Linked DNA regions of Danio rerio: region 2 is linked to region 1. The links are chromatin contacts, called in public HiCAR-type maps. All regions are on one chromosome and are shown on one strand. Each heading gives the region's core, a stretch centred on a gene start, on an enhancer-like site or on the middle of the called end of the contact. The rest is flanking DNA. Distances are from core to core; before and after follow the strand shown.

What was found. HiCAR-type assays count read pairs that join an accessible place to other places.
Region 2: a contact with region 1 is called in a HiCAR-type map of caudal fin, with 2.3 times the contacts expected there. The contact joins the promoter of g3bp1 here to the promoter of glra1 in region 1. A contact is called at or near these places in 2 of 4 datasets of contacts at active chromatin or transcription factors (caudal fin and embryo).

Annotation. Positions count from the first base shown.
Region 1 is chr14:30,089,682-30,096,433 of GRCz12tu, forward strand. It overlaps glra1 (glycine receptor, alpha 1), which reads left to right and starts at 1,929. Exons shown (of 9, transcript NM_131402.1): 1 at 1,929-2,067. The coding sequence starts at 2,021.
Region 2 is chr14:30,206,458-30,213,962 of GRCz12tu, forward strand. g3bp1 (GTPase activating protein (SH3 domain) binding protein 1) reads right to left here and starts at 3,130. Exons shown (of 12, transcript NM_199956.1): 1 at 3,016-3,130; 2 at 1,783-1,899; 3 at 1,617-1,698; 4 at 532-705. The coding sequence starts at 1,877. It overlaps LOC141377524 (a long non-coding RNA gene), which reads left to right and starts at 3,338. Exons shown (of 2, transcript XR_012389767.1): 1 at 3,338-3,468; 2 at 6,024-7,298. It overlaps sparc (secreted protein, acidic, cysteine-rich (osteonectin)), which reads right to left. Exons shown (of 10, transcript NM_001001942.1): 10 at 6,862-7,505.

The DNA.
Region 1 (6,752 bases), core at 679-3,178:
AAATGTCAAGTTAAATCAGAAATGATAATATCTGTTAAATCTATCAATATTTGTCATTCTCTCTTTCTCCCCAGATGGGACGGTGGGCCAAATCAAAGGTTACCATGGGCCAACTTTGGCCCGCGGGCACTAGTTTGGGCATCTCTAATCTAGATTGTGTCAAAGAAGCTTAACATAGAAGTTCTAGTAAAAGTGAAACAGCCCCAGCAGTTTCAGTTTCTTATTATTAACACTGATAAAAGTTATATTATTTTGATGATAGCTATAAAAAAATTTTTCATAAATCATTTAAGATTTTAAAGATTTTCATTGATCAATAAAAAAATATATATATTTTTTCAAAATAAAATACAAAATAAATAGCCTAATTAATATTTTTAACTTATGTATTGCTAAGCAACATATTACTTTCACATGTATTTACTTTAGTTAAGTTTAATTCAGTTTTTAAATTAATTTAACTAATATTATTATAATATAATAATAGTAATATTAAAATGATCATATGATTTATGTACAATATAGTTTGTAAATGAATATTGTCTGTGTTTTAATAGATATAAAAGAGACTTGTTTTGTTTACCAAATAAGTGAATCTAATTGGATTTGCATTGTAAACATCAAATAAAAGTTAAAAATGTATATATATATATATATATATATATATATATATATATATATATATATATATATTTTTTTTTTTTTTTTTTTTTATATGTTAAGTTTGTAGTTATGATTCTCCTAAAATCATTCCGCATAAATCCGCAGATACATTTTTTTTAACAAAATATCCGCTGATTCTGCTGAGTCCTACTTATTACTTTACTTATAGTGTTAGACAAGATGCCATGCATGATGTCAATGAAGTTTATCCTTTTCAATTATTTGTGTTTTTCTAATTTAGTATTTTTTATTTGTTTTTGTTTGTTTATTAGCCAATAATTTTATTAAAAAAACTTTTTAACAAACAATTTTTGGTATAGGCTAGTTTATCCTTGATCTTTTAAACAATGCAATAAACACAAGTGCAAACTGCTTGCTCAGAAATAGGCAACGAGTTATTCACTGCAGCTCTCTGCCATGTCCCTTTTGGTAGTATGTTTTGAAAACTGTGCCATACATAATTCATATAGCTACTAAGCCAAAAGAGCGTAGCCCTCCAAGTCCAACATATGGCAGTGCCCCTCGCCAATCCGTGGAGGGGGCATTTGTCTGGAGTGCCATTCAGACCAATGACAGCAGCATGTGGGCGTGTGTTGAGAGTGTGTGAGGTGCTTTTTGAGTTTAGTAAATGACTGCAGCAAGAAATACTGAGGGGCTGAGAGGCTTGTGAGCGATGGAACAGACTCTGTGTACTGAAATATCAACGTTTGGGCTTTTCTGACGAGGATTCGAGACAAAAACAAAATGAGCAGCGTCTCCTAACTGGACCAGACAATGGAAGTAGCTTCATGCAGCACTAACAATTCACCCCTGGGAAACAAGTACGCACTAAATCAGACTACCTCAGCCAGAGGTAGCTAAAACTAACGTGTGGCTCGAAAGCGACACATTTCTTCATTGGGATGCATGTACAAAGAAGCGCGGAGGGAAAGAGCAGACGCATATGTATATTTCCCCAATGACTTTGATGGCTGCGAGGAGGTATAGTGTATAGTTTCGTTTCTTTCAAATGTTTGCGATGGAGCGTCTGTGAATATTCTTGGCGACTGCGCATCTGATGCTGCTATGGATCGTCCGGAATGAACATCTGAATTTATCTCGTCGAGTTTTTTCCACAGCGCCGCTTCTTCCACCTGAAATTCCGCAACCCGCGTGAAACAGGAGCTCCGCTTCACCTACACAGTCGCTGTCGGGAAAATGACCAGCTCGTCTGTATGCTCTTGAGATTTGTTTGGCCTTTTTGGGAATCTGAAACGAGCAAAGGACGAATTGTTCACCTCAGAAGTGCGAGAAGAAGGAATTGTAGGGCGCGCTGAGCTGTAGCTTAACTACATCCACTCATCTCCAACCTGACACAATGTTCGCACTCGGGATTTATTTGTGGGAAACTATTGTATTTTTCAGGTACGTATCACCTTGTTTTGATGCAAAAGTGTTATTGTTTTTTACTCAAACACAATATTTCATTGTTTTCCATTGAAATAGATGATTTCTTTAGCTACTTTTCCTGAGAATGTTCTGTTTAAGAAGGTAGATGAGATGCCATGTAGCAGTGATTGACTCCGTGGCCTGCTGGTTCATCTGATGAAATATAATGCCTGCTAATTAAAAATAAACTAAGTCATAATTCCGTGTCATTCATCCAAGTCAGAAGAAGTAAGGATTCCTTTTAAATTTGACTAAACAGCGAACACTAGTGGTCATTTAGTGGATAGAAAGTTATCAACAGGCTTATGAAGGAAAGTCACTTACCTATTTAACAAACAATTAAGTGGAAGCAAAATAACTTTCAGAATAATTGATTTTTTTTATAAATTATAAATGACTAACTGTAAATCTATAATATAATTAATTTGTCTTGTGCTGCTCAGCCTTTTAGCAACCCTCACGCACTTAGCGATAAACCGTTATAAAGATGCACTAGCATTTTTGTATTGTGTTGTGTAAAATCAATGCCATAAATAATGTCTGTATTTTTGTTACTATTATTATTATTATTATTTATTATTATTATTATTATTATTATTGTTGTTGTTTTTATTGTTATTATTTTATTGGTAGAGAATAATCAAGCTCTGTTGCCATGGTTACATCGTCACGTAACATCGATTACCATGTATTTAACACGCAATAAAGTTGTAAACTTTTAATTTGTGAAACGATATTAAAATGTTTTTGAAATTATGTAAAAAATTCCACACTAGACCTATATATTTTTCTTTTTCTTTTTTTTTTTCTTTTTTCTGTGGAACCCTAAGCATTATTTAAGAATCCATAACATTCATAATTCTCAACTTAAACAATGGAAACTGTGTTGTGGAATATATTAATATATATTCTTATGCACAATATTTGTTTTTGTTTAATATACAAGTATGCGTAAAATGACTGAGCCATATACATGGCACTAAAATATAGGCCTGTTAATTTTTTTGTTTTTGCACAAATTATTAATTTGCAGATGCAATCTATTTCGAGCCCTCCACATATGGATTATTGAATCAAAACACTGATTATCTCAAGAATCCTCTATAAAACAAGCACATTGTGAAGCATTTTCACCTTATCTGGCCAGTGGCTTGCAGTAATTATTTTGCATTCTATGGGCACTATTTAGTTAATGAACTAGAATCAGGATATTGCAGTCTCAGCTCTTGCTGCTGAACTTTGCAGAGCCTGTTAATTGATATCTCTTTCCCAGTCTCAGCCTGCACCCCAACCTCATTGCACATGCAGACATATTACTAAACATTGATCACTCTGTCAATGCTAATTCCATTGACGAATACAAATTGTACACAAAAATAGTTTGCTCTATGATTTGAATCTCTAATTGATTTTCATATTAGAGTGCACATTTTTGTCCATGCAGGAATTGTCTTGTGAGAGGCTGCGGTGTGCATGTCACCAGAGCTGCTAAAACACAAGGCATGCATAAAGCACACATGACGTTATGTCATTGTGATGTCATACTAACATATGCAGGTAGTTGTGTGCAGTAATCCAATCAATGGCTGTAGTCAATATTAGGCATGGGCCCGTATATGATTCTGACGGTATGATAACCTTGGATAGAAATATCAAGGTTTCACGGTATTATGATTACTGCTTTAAAATATATTAAAATATATTCTTTTTAAATGTCTGGGGAAAAAACTAAAACTTTGTTCCCCTTTGAACACAATATATTTTATTTTGAGAAACATTTAAAATAATTTGTAATAGTAAACATGTCAGGCTATATATAGTTTCAATGTTAAACCGGCATCTTTGATGTCTTTTCTGCTGGAGATAAAAGAAAATGTAAATAAAAAATACTTTTTATTACGTAGGAATGGTATAACAGGAAATTTTGGCTGTTTTAAAATTTTGTTGTCCCATGCCTATCCAATATATACACCTCATAATACATATGCTGAGCAAACCGTATTTTATCCCAATGAAATCTACCAAAGGACTACTTAAATATTATATTAATCTAACATTAAAAGAAATATCATTATATCAAGTCAAATTTAAATATAATTGTTTTATATTATGCTACATAAACAGTAAAAAAGTATACCTATAAATAGGGCTGTGCGATTTGGGGAAAATATCTAATTGAGATTTTTCTGACAGATATCGCTATTGCAATTTGATTTGCAATTTAATTTCATAGTCAAGCTTCAGGTCAATAATCTGCAAGCTGTGACAACAATTCTGCGACAGCTCTTGAAAATTACCTGTTTTTGTTTGGTGTCTGTGACTTTGAAACCAAAATATTCCTATATTACTGATGTTCTGTTTTTCTTTTATGTGTCTATTAATGCTTCTAAAGCAGCAGACGCCACTTTCACAATTGTTCACGCTTTCCTATTTTTTTGTTTTGTTTTGTTTTTTTATTGTGGGCATTCCGCATAGTTCGGTTGTGCAAATGTGATTGGGCAGAACGAAAGTGTGCTCACTCAATTGGCTAGTAAGAGTATCACACACAGACGGCAGTCATGTATATGCTCTAGGCGGGGAAAATTAGAACTAATCGTAACGTTTCAAATTGCGATTGCGTTTCAATTTCGATTAATCACACAGGCTTATAAATACTATTTATCTGCATTTCTAGAAGTAAAGGATATGCCATCACAACCATTTAAATAAATAATATGAATGCTTTGTGATTGTGCTGTACTGTACGTTTCGTATAAGCAGAAAAAATGAAAAGCAAGGGCTTTCTGTAGTCCTTTGCCAATGTCCTTGTACTCCCCCTTTTTTGTGTATTAAGTATACAATGTCATTTGAGTACCAGTTTTCATGAAAACCCATTTCATGAAAATTTACATTAGTGTTTTTGTCAAATATCTTCATGATAAAAACTGAAATAATTGCATTTGCTTCAATTAATTACTAAAATACTTACTATAAGAGATTAGCATCAGTTTATTTTCAGTCTCTCTATTGAGCAGGTAGCGACAGCAATCAAACAGAAGCAGATGCATATCTATACTCTCCCAATTCCCTCATTAAAAGTGAATGTAAATGACTGAAAGGATGGCTAGTTCAGTATCTGAAGAACAAAAAGCCTATATATAGTCGGTTTATTTTTAGGAAGGTTTGTTCCTAACTGCTGAAGCCTCATTAATAATCAAAGACAGAATCATACCACAAATAGCACTGACCCATCACTAGAGATGCTTCTTTTGATTTCGGATCGTTCTTTATGTCTGAAAAGGTTTTTATTCATCGATATATGCGGTAGCAGTTGGAGCACCTTTGGGCTTGTACTGAAATGTTCTCTTCTGTCCTTCAGTTTTGTAGCCGCATTGACAAATTGAGTGCGGCTTGAAGAAATGCCATCTTGGTGCCAGAGAGGCCTTTGATTTCTTGAGTGTTACACGATCAATAGGGATTGTGTTCATCAGTGGTCCTAAGAACATAATGAGCTACACTTAGGGCTAATGATTGGATCCTCGCATTTAAAGTATGCAGGTCTCTGGGTTGTTTGCATATATTTTCTGGCAGGATGCTCTGGTTTGGTTCCTGCTGCATCAGCAGAAAGATCAGGCCCTCTCCACTGCTTTGACCGGCATCGATCAAGGTTCATTTGTTCAGCGCTGCCTTGATCAGTGAAACTATTAATTACGAAAGATGCACATTACAGTATGTATCCAGCTGACTCTCTCCTGTGTGTCAGTGCAGTGAGATGGCTATGCAGGAAAGCAAAACTAATAGAGACTGTATCCTCAAATTTCACAGTGTCACAAAGAATAGCGTGTTTGCGTGAAGAGTCTATAGTGATGGAGAAAAGCTGTGGGAGAGACTCAATAATCTGGCATGCCATGGCTAATCTCATTATGCTGGCATTGCAGAATTGTACATTAAACACAATGAAATGTGTTTCTTAACGTGTGAGAAACAATCAACGCGTTATTTGACTAAAGCTGGATGTATTTGATCAAACGAGCTGTGTTAATTTATTACAATTGTAAATAACTGTTTAGTGTATTTTAAAATGTTATTTACTACTGAGATCACAGCATTTATTACACATTCTTCACATGAGCATTTAATAATCATTCTAATCAATTTAAATATGATTTTGTGTTCAAGAAAGTTGCTGTTATTGTTATTATTATTGTTGTTGTTATTAGTATTATTTTCAATAATATGATTGTTTTATATATACAGTTAAGTCAGAATTATTAGCCCCCCTGAATTATTAGCCCACCTGAATTATTAGCCCCTCTGTTTATTTTTTCCCAATTTCTGCTTAAAAGCAGATTTTTTCTACACATTTATAAACATAATAGTTTTAATAACTCATTTCTAGTAACAGATTTATTTTATCTTTGCCATGATGACAGTAAATAATATTTTACTAGATATTTTTCAAGACACTTCTATATAGCTCAAAGTGACATTTAATGGCTTAACCAGGTTAATTAGGGTTACTAGGCAAGTTATTATATAATGAGGGTTTGTTCTGTAGACTATTGAAAAAATATATAGCTTAAAGAGGCTAATAATATGAACCTGCTTTTACTCTAGTCGAAATAGAACAAATAAGACTTTCTCCAAAAGAAAAAAATATTGTCAGACATACTTTGAAGATT
Region 2 (7,505 bases), core at 1,880-4,379, 120 kb after region 1:
GAATGGAAGTTTTGAGTGAGTTCCCGCAAGCCATACTGAGGGTCTCAACTGCTTCCGCTCTAAAGCCAAATGTGGTTCAGATTTGTGAGAAGCACTGTCAAGTCTCTGGCAGCAAGGAGTAGGCAAAAGATGCCATGTTCAGAAGAACTGTTCATAATCTTCACTCAATGTTCTATTAATGTTCAGGACACTTCATGTTCAGAAGAAATAATTAAAACTTAATAATGACATTTGAGGACTTTTTTTTTTGTAAAATCCCTTATGCGGCCCAGCCTCACCCAGACTTTGCCTCCTGCGGCCCCCAGGTAAATTGAGTTTGAGACCCCTGCTTTAAATATTACAATGATTCCTATTATGCCAGTTGGCATATTCACTTCCATTTTACTGATCCATGAACATCTGCCAATGCAGATAAGTACAATAAATCTATGATAGCATGAAAACTATTTTTCAAATACACAATAGTTTAATTCACCTCAGGACATGCTAGCAATTTTATCAGATAACACATTTATGAAGGAATGTTCGTACCTCAGGTGCCAAAACAAATGTCTGCATGAACTTCCTCATGGGCTGCATGTTATTGGACAACTCCCCCAAAACTTGAACCACCACTCCCTCGTTCAGGGTGGCATGAGCATCGACATGTCTGATCTTAGTGTGACAGTCACGGAAGCTTAGAGCCATCACCTTCTTATGGATTTCCTGTTCACATGAGAGAAGAATAAAAAATGATTTACAGCACCGAATTACATAAGAGCAGCTACCATATCTCACATTTTCACATAACATTTATTCAATATGTACTTTACATGAAGTGTAAAATAGAGAATTGCGAGATATAAAGGGTGTAAAAATCTTTAAATTAAACATTTTGCATCTTTAATTCAAAATGGAGAGGTTTATTGGTGAAGCAAACCCCAAAACTTTAAGTGCGTCAGTGATAAACAAATATGATTGGTTGTTGGATTAATAGTTTCAATTCCTGCAGATTCATCTAAACCATGTAAGAGTTAGATTCTGATTTAATTCACAAAATGGAAATATTTTTGTGCACATATGGATTATTTTTTATTAAAATTTGCTCTTGATTGAAACTTGATTTGGATTTTTTTTCTCCCTGGTGTCAAAGAGGAACTCCATGATGACCACTTTACATGGTAGAGCATGCACATTCAAGACCAAGGGTACACCCACAATCATGCTTCACTCAGGATGAGGAAGTCACTGCAGCACTGCACAGCATTTGCTAAAAAAATGGTTAAAAGGTGGTCTTATTGGTTTGTAAAGGGAAGTTGGGCTTATTCAGGCGTAGATGATTAAATCCTCTCTCATGCAAGCTTGTAAATGCTTAAACTGAACTCTCTGTTGTTTATAGACTGGCACAAAATAGCTTATGGAAATAAAGGTTTTTAAAGACTGTCTTCAAATTAATTATTTGAAAAATCTTTTAGAAGTAATGTGAAATGTATCTTAAAAAAAGCAAAAATGTGGGGGTTTTTTTTACCCAAGACGCACAAAACTTATTCCAGAAAACCTCTAAAACAATGTTAGGTTCGGTTATAATAGTCTAAAAGGGGCAACTTAATTCACAACAACTGTAATATAATACTCACAGACTGTCCATATACTGCTTCTGCTGGTTTTCCATTGTTGTCCAGTCCACCATGTACATATGAGGAGTTCTTGCCATAAAACCTTAAGACAACAGCAAAGTTTAGCTTTACTGCAATATAAACTACCAAAAAAAGGAATGTTATACGTTAACAAAGGGCAAGTCACCTGTGCAGGTAGTCAGGAGCCTGGTTCAGCAGGGTGTAATACTGTCGGACAAACTCTCGCCCGACAAGCTGGGCACTTGGCTTCTCCATCACCATTTCTTTGGTCAACTGGTTTCAACTAAAACAAAAATGACTTATTATAAAAAAAGCACCTCCACTGTTTCTTCACCCTTATGTGGTTCCAAAGACACATGGTTGCTTCTTGAGGACCACAAAAGGAACTGCCCTGCGACATCTCCTTATGCGTCCTTCAGAGGAAAGCTAACGTTATCTGGATTTGAAAATCCTGATAGAGGCAACTCCCATTCCTGACGGAACTCATTTGAATATCAACCGCTATAAACGATATTTGATGAAGGAAATCGGGACAGGCCGCTTGTTGAAACCGAAACAAATCCCTTTGTTAAGCTCATGAAGACGTAACGTTAGACGCAATGAGGACGTTTAACAACAGCGTCTATACATTTCCGTCGCGCCCTAAAAGAACAGCAGTTCAATTAGATGTTTTAACTCCTAGTGAAGGGTGGGAAATTATTCCTATTGGAAAACTGTTTCAATCTGATGAATTCATTGTAAGGTTGAGCCAAGTAGGCCTGGACAACAGCGACGCGTTGCCATCTTGAGCCCCGTACCTAAGAGATAATCAATATTTCTTTCGTTTTCGAAAGGTTAACGAAAACTACTTGATCAAGGTCACAATTTAATCCACGTCCTAGAATTCTTCATTCGCCATTCATGAATCAGGCACGTGCCCAGTAACGTTACCGCGCTGACTTCAATTAATGTTACACGATCGTAATATATATCGAATGACAACACAATACGCAGAAATTTTGTTAAACTGATCTTAAACATCAGAAGAAGCGTAACACACCCTAACGACACCGTGAACGTGTGCTCCCTCTTTGTCGGAAATGTCGGCTGGTGGTCAAGCAAATGCAGCTAAAGCTAATCCTCACAGCGTCGACTAACAAAAAGACCCAGCCAGCGACCTAAGGCGGATTTGACCTTTTAATCGTCTGAAATAATCATAGCATTCATAATATGAAATATTTTTTATACAAAAACTACCGGAACTATACCTCTATATTAGATTAATCACATACTTTAAGCACATGGCTATTAGCTGCGCAGGAGCTAACAGAAAGCAGTACGCAACGCACAAGAACAAAAAAGATGTAGTGAAAAATAAACTGTAGAACATATTTAACTTAAAAAGCTAAAGTGAACTTACCGAAAGGGAATCAGTAATGTGTTTTTGGGAAGAGTTTGACGTGATTTAGGTGAAGCACCTCCTGCGCCGGTAGCTGTGAAGCTTTTAGCTGAGACACTGGCAGCAGCGCGTGTGGCGAATTGCCGGTTTCACAGCAGCGCCTACTAAACTCAACGGCCCACATGATCGCAGAACCCAGCAGCCAATCAGAACACCGCATTGGAACCCCCCATCCTATCATAATTCGTTCTGCCGTAAACCCCCTAAAATTACCCAACTGAAAACGTGGGTGAAAGAAATGATCATAGCAAGTTTGTCTGTCCCGCACGTACGTGAACTATGTGGTGAGCCATTGCGCAGCTGCCGATGCTGACCGTGTTGTTACTGTGCGCATTTTTGTTTGCGAAACTATGAGTTACTTGGTGATTTCCGTGCACATTAGAAACTGTACACTACAAACATTCAACTGCCAATGTAAGTCATTTGAGAAAGCGCCAAAGAGTAAAGAAAAGAAAGAGTAGATGATTAAGAAAATGTCAACAAGTCTTCATCTAAAGCAAGACAAGACATTTTGTACTGTGTTGTACTCATTTATGTAATTAGATAATTAATGACAGGGCTTTTGATTTAATTAAAATTATTATTGAAAGTTATTTCTACAGTTATATAGACATAATATAGCAATATTCATATATAGCAACATAACAATTTTTTCAGCCTCAGTAATGACCTAATGTTATTTACCGAAAGGTTTGAACAAGCAAGTAAAGAGTCATCGAGTAGTAAAAGATGGAAGAGACAGATTTTTTTATTTTTGGGTCAACTATCACATTAATGTCTTAAATATATATATATATATATATATTTATGTATATATATATATATATATATTTATGACATATATATATATATATATGTCAAGCCCATAGTCAGCATGATGAAATGGGGTGGTTCTTTTTCTCAAAAGTGGAGCTTTAACTTTCCTCATTCAAAATTTGGCCACTTGAATAATAAAAAATTAAAACAGAATAATAATAATATAGAGCTTCATAATTTTAGATTTTATTTGAAAATTCATGGATAACAAAAATAGCCAATTTAGCTTTCAAATTAATTTTAATATGGGCCTTTCGCGGTGCTTCAAGCCTTTTTATAGGTTTATTATATCAAAAATAAGGTTTAAGATTTAGAATAAAAGTTAATTGTAAATGTTTTCTCTATTTAACGACAATACAGTAGGTCAGTAGTGAATTTTCACAGTATGTCTGATAATATTTTTTCTTCTGGAGAAAGTCTTATTTGTTTTATTTCGGCTAGAATAAAAGCAGTTTTTAATTTTTTTAAAAAAGATTTTGAGGTCAAAATTATTAGCCCCTTTAAGCTAAACATTTTTCGACTGTCTACAGAACAAACCATCATTATACAATAACTTACCTAATTACCCTAACCTGCCTAGTTAACCTAAATAACCTAGTTAAGCCTTTAAATGTCACTTTAAGCTGTATAGAAGCGTCTTGAAAAGTATCTAGTCAAAAATTATGTACTGTTATCATGACAAAGATAAAATAAATCAGTTATTAGAAATGAGTTATTAAAACTATGATGTTTAGAAATATGTTGAAAAAAAATCTGCTATCAGTTAAACAGAAATTAGGGAAAATAAACAGGGGTGCTTATAATTCTGATTGTAGTTAGAATTGAGGTAAAGTTGATTTTACTTATTTTACTTTCACACATTCAGAATTACATTTATTCTTTGGAAATTCTGAATAGTGAAATCCTATTAGCAGCCAATTATACACAAAATTGTTCACAGTGAAATAAATAGTGCTAATGTTGTTTTGTCATCCTTACAAGTGATTTCAAACCAAATATTCAAAGTACCATGGTAAACAATATGGGGAGCATGTCACAAGTTGTCACTGAACGAATGTACGAATATAAAACCAACTTTACCTGAATGTAGTTCAACTGCTGTGAACTGCATTGTGATTTGTAAATGTGAATATATTGAGATAGGCTATATTGTCCGTTAGGGGGCGTCATACAACTCATCATAGTACAAAAAGTTAAAAAGCGAAACAGATCATTTACGTATTATATTTAAGCCAACCATCAACCAAATACTATTATATAAGAACTCAGAACAGCTTTATGGAAATTGTGTGTTTAAATAAATATTTCCAGTTTAAGATGATTGACTAAAGATTAACCTCTTGGCTCTGTTCATATTAGATGAGAATAAATAAGATTTAGCTGTTTATTAATTGCTGTATAAGTGGAAGAGATAGTTCATATAATATCTCAAACTAAATTTAAAAATAATATAATTTTGTATGAATCAGCCCAGCATGTTCAGATATATGTGTGTTATATGTGTTTGCATATATATATATATATATATATATATTAATAAATGACTTATAAATAAATGCCTTAACAGAAAAATCCCTTTATGCCATGATTTTAAGAAGACATAAAATACTCTATAAGGGAAACAGTGCAGCCATAATTAATTATCATTTTAAATCTTTGTCACTGTATCCTTCAAACCACAAGGTTTACCAATTTCACAAGATGTAATAAAAATGATATTTAATTATTTGTTCTTTTTTATATTTAAATATGTGCAAGTAATAATATGTGCTGTTTCAGTTTTACATGCATGTATTCATATTATGCAGAAAAAAAACAGACATTATTTTACTAATTAGTGACATTTAAGTTTCACTAAAAATTGTTTTGTTTTAAAAGTAAAGTATTTCATCAAAACACATTTATATTTCAAATCCAGTATACTATAAATGTAATTAAAAAAGTATTAGTCTCAACACAAAGACTTCGACTCAACATACTTAGGTTTTGAAAATATGTAGTTTCTGACATTGAAATAGTTTCTGACATTGATAGTGACCGATGAAGTGTCTCATAATTTTGACAAAAAGCAAGTACAAAAATAGGATATTTCTGATTGATTTCTGTTCAATAATGTTAGTATTTATTGTGGGTTTTGTGCATTCTGTTTTCAGGGTTAATAAGGAGTTTAGAAGAGCGTTTTACTCCTCCTCCCTGCTGCTGAAATGGGCTGAACGGTGCACAGTGTTCTGGCTGGAGCTCTGCCATTGTTTGAGATTCCTGATGTGAGTGTCTGGCTGGAAGGGTAAGCCTGGTGACTGGGTAAATCCTGCTCTCTCTCTGCTTTCCCATGACTCCATCTCCACTGAGACCAGTAACTCTTTTCCAGTTTTCCTCAATCAACACATGCTTTCATTTTTTTAGTTTGCAATATAACATACCCTTTTGATTTAGAGTATAAACTAATAATGTGAAATATTAGAGTTTTAGCATATAAACCAAACATTAAAAGTATAATAATTGCCTTGCTATTGAAATTATCCAACATTCGAAAGAAAATTTATTTAATTTGTTGATGTTTTTCAGCGTTTTATGCTTTTCAGTCGACCAGCAGTTGAAGTAGCCACACTGGCCTGGAGGCTTAAAATAATCCTTTAAACACAGGGTTCTCAAATATATATTTTAAAATGCTAAGGGAAATTACGTAAACATCCACTCCACCCTTGAGAAAACTACTAACATATGTGTTCCAGATTTTCAGCACCACAGTGTATAGAGCTCCAGCATTGTTTTCTTTGCACATTTACAGTGTTTATGTAGTTATATATTTACATTTATATTTATATTTGCTTCTGTGCTAAAATGACCTTGGCTGCCTGAATGAAACAAATGATCTGCAAACATCATGTTTGACAAAGTACCTAAGGCAAACATTAAAGTATAAATGGGTTATGTGGTTATAAACCTGGGGCAAAACATCAAGAATAATGGAGAAATGTATGCAAAGATTGGGTTTGGACATTTCAGTAGCTTTTATTTATGTAAAGAGATTCATAGTGCTCACATTGTGGCAAATACTGCAAATGTATGTGAACATGCTAGAGGGAGAAAAAAATAAAAATAAATCTCATCCGGCGAGATTCTGTCCTCTTCAATTCAAATATTATTTCCTTTTATTATTCAGCTTTAAAAACACTCAACATTTGGCCCTGATTTCTGACAGGAAAAATATGCAAATAAAAAACATCAGCCTGCAGATATTCAGGGCTCAAATTAAAAGACTCTTTAAAAAAAATCAAAAAGTAAATCCACCACCAAAGAGTGCAACAAACAAAACTAAAAGTTTATAAAGCAAGCAGAAAGAACATTTATTTGGAAACTTTATTATTTTTTTTTTTTTGTACATCTCCACCATCCAAACTTACAATTCAAGCCCTGAATCTGAGTTTTTAAAAGAAATTGTAGATCCAAAACAAAAAGTGTATCTTGCAATATACATGGTTCATAATATTTAACTCTCTTGTTTGGCTGACATCAGCTAACGTAAAAAATTGGCCAGTATTTAATCACTTGTTGTGATATAGCTACAGTGTGAACTGTGCACTTTTTTAAACATTTTGAATGTTTAGTGGTATATGCAGCTTGTTAGAAATCGC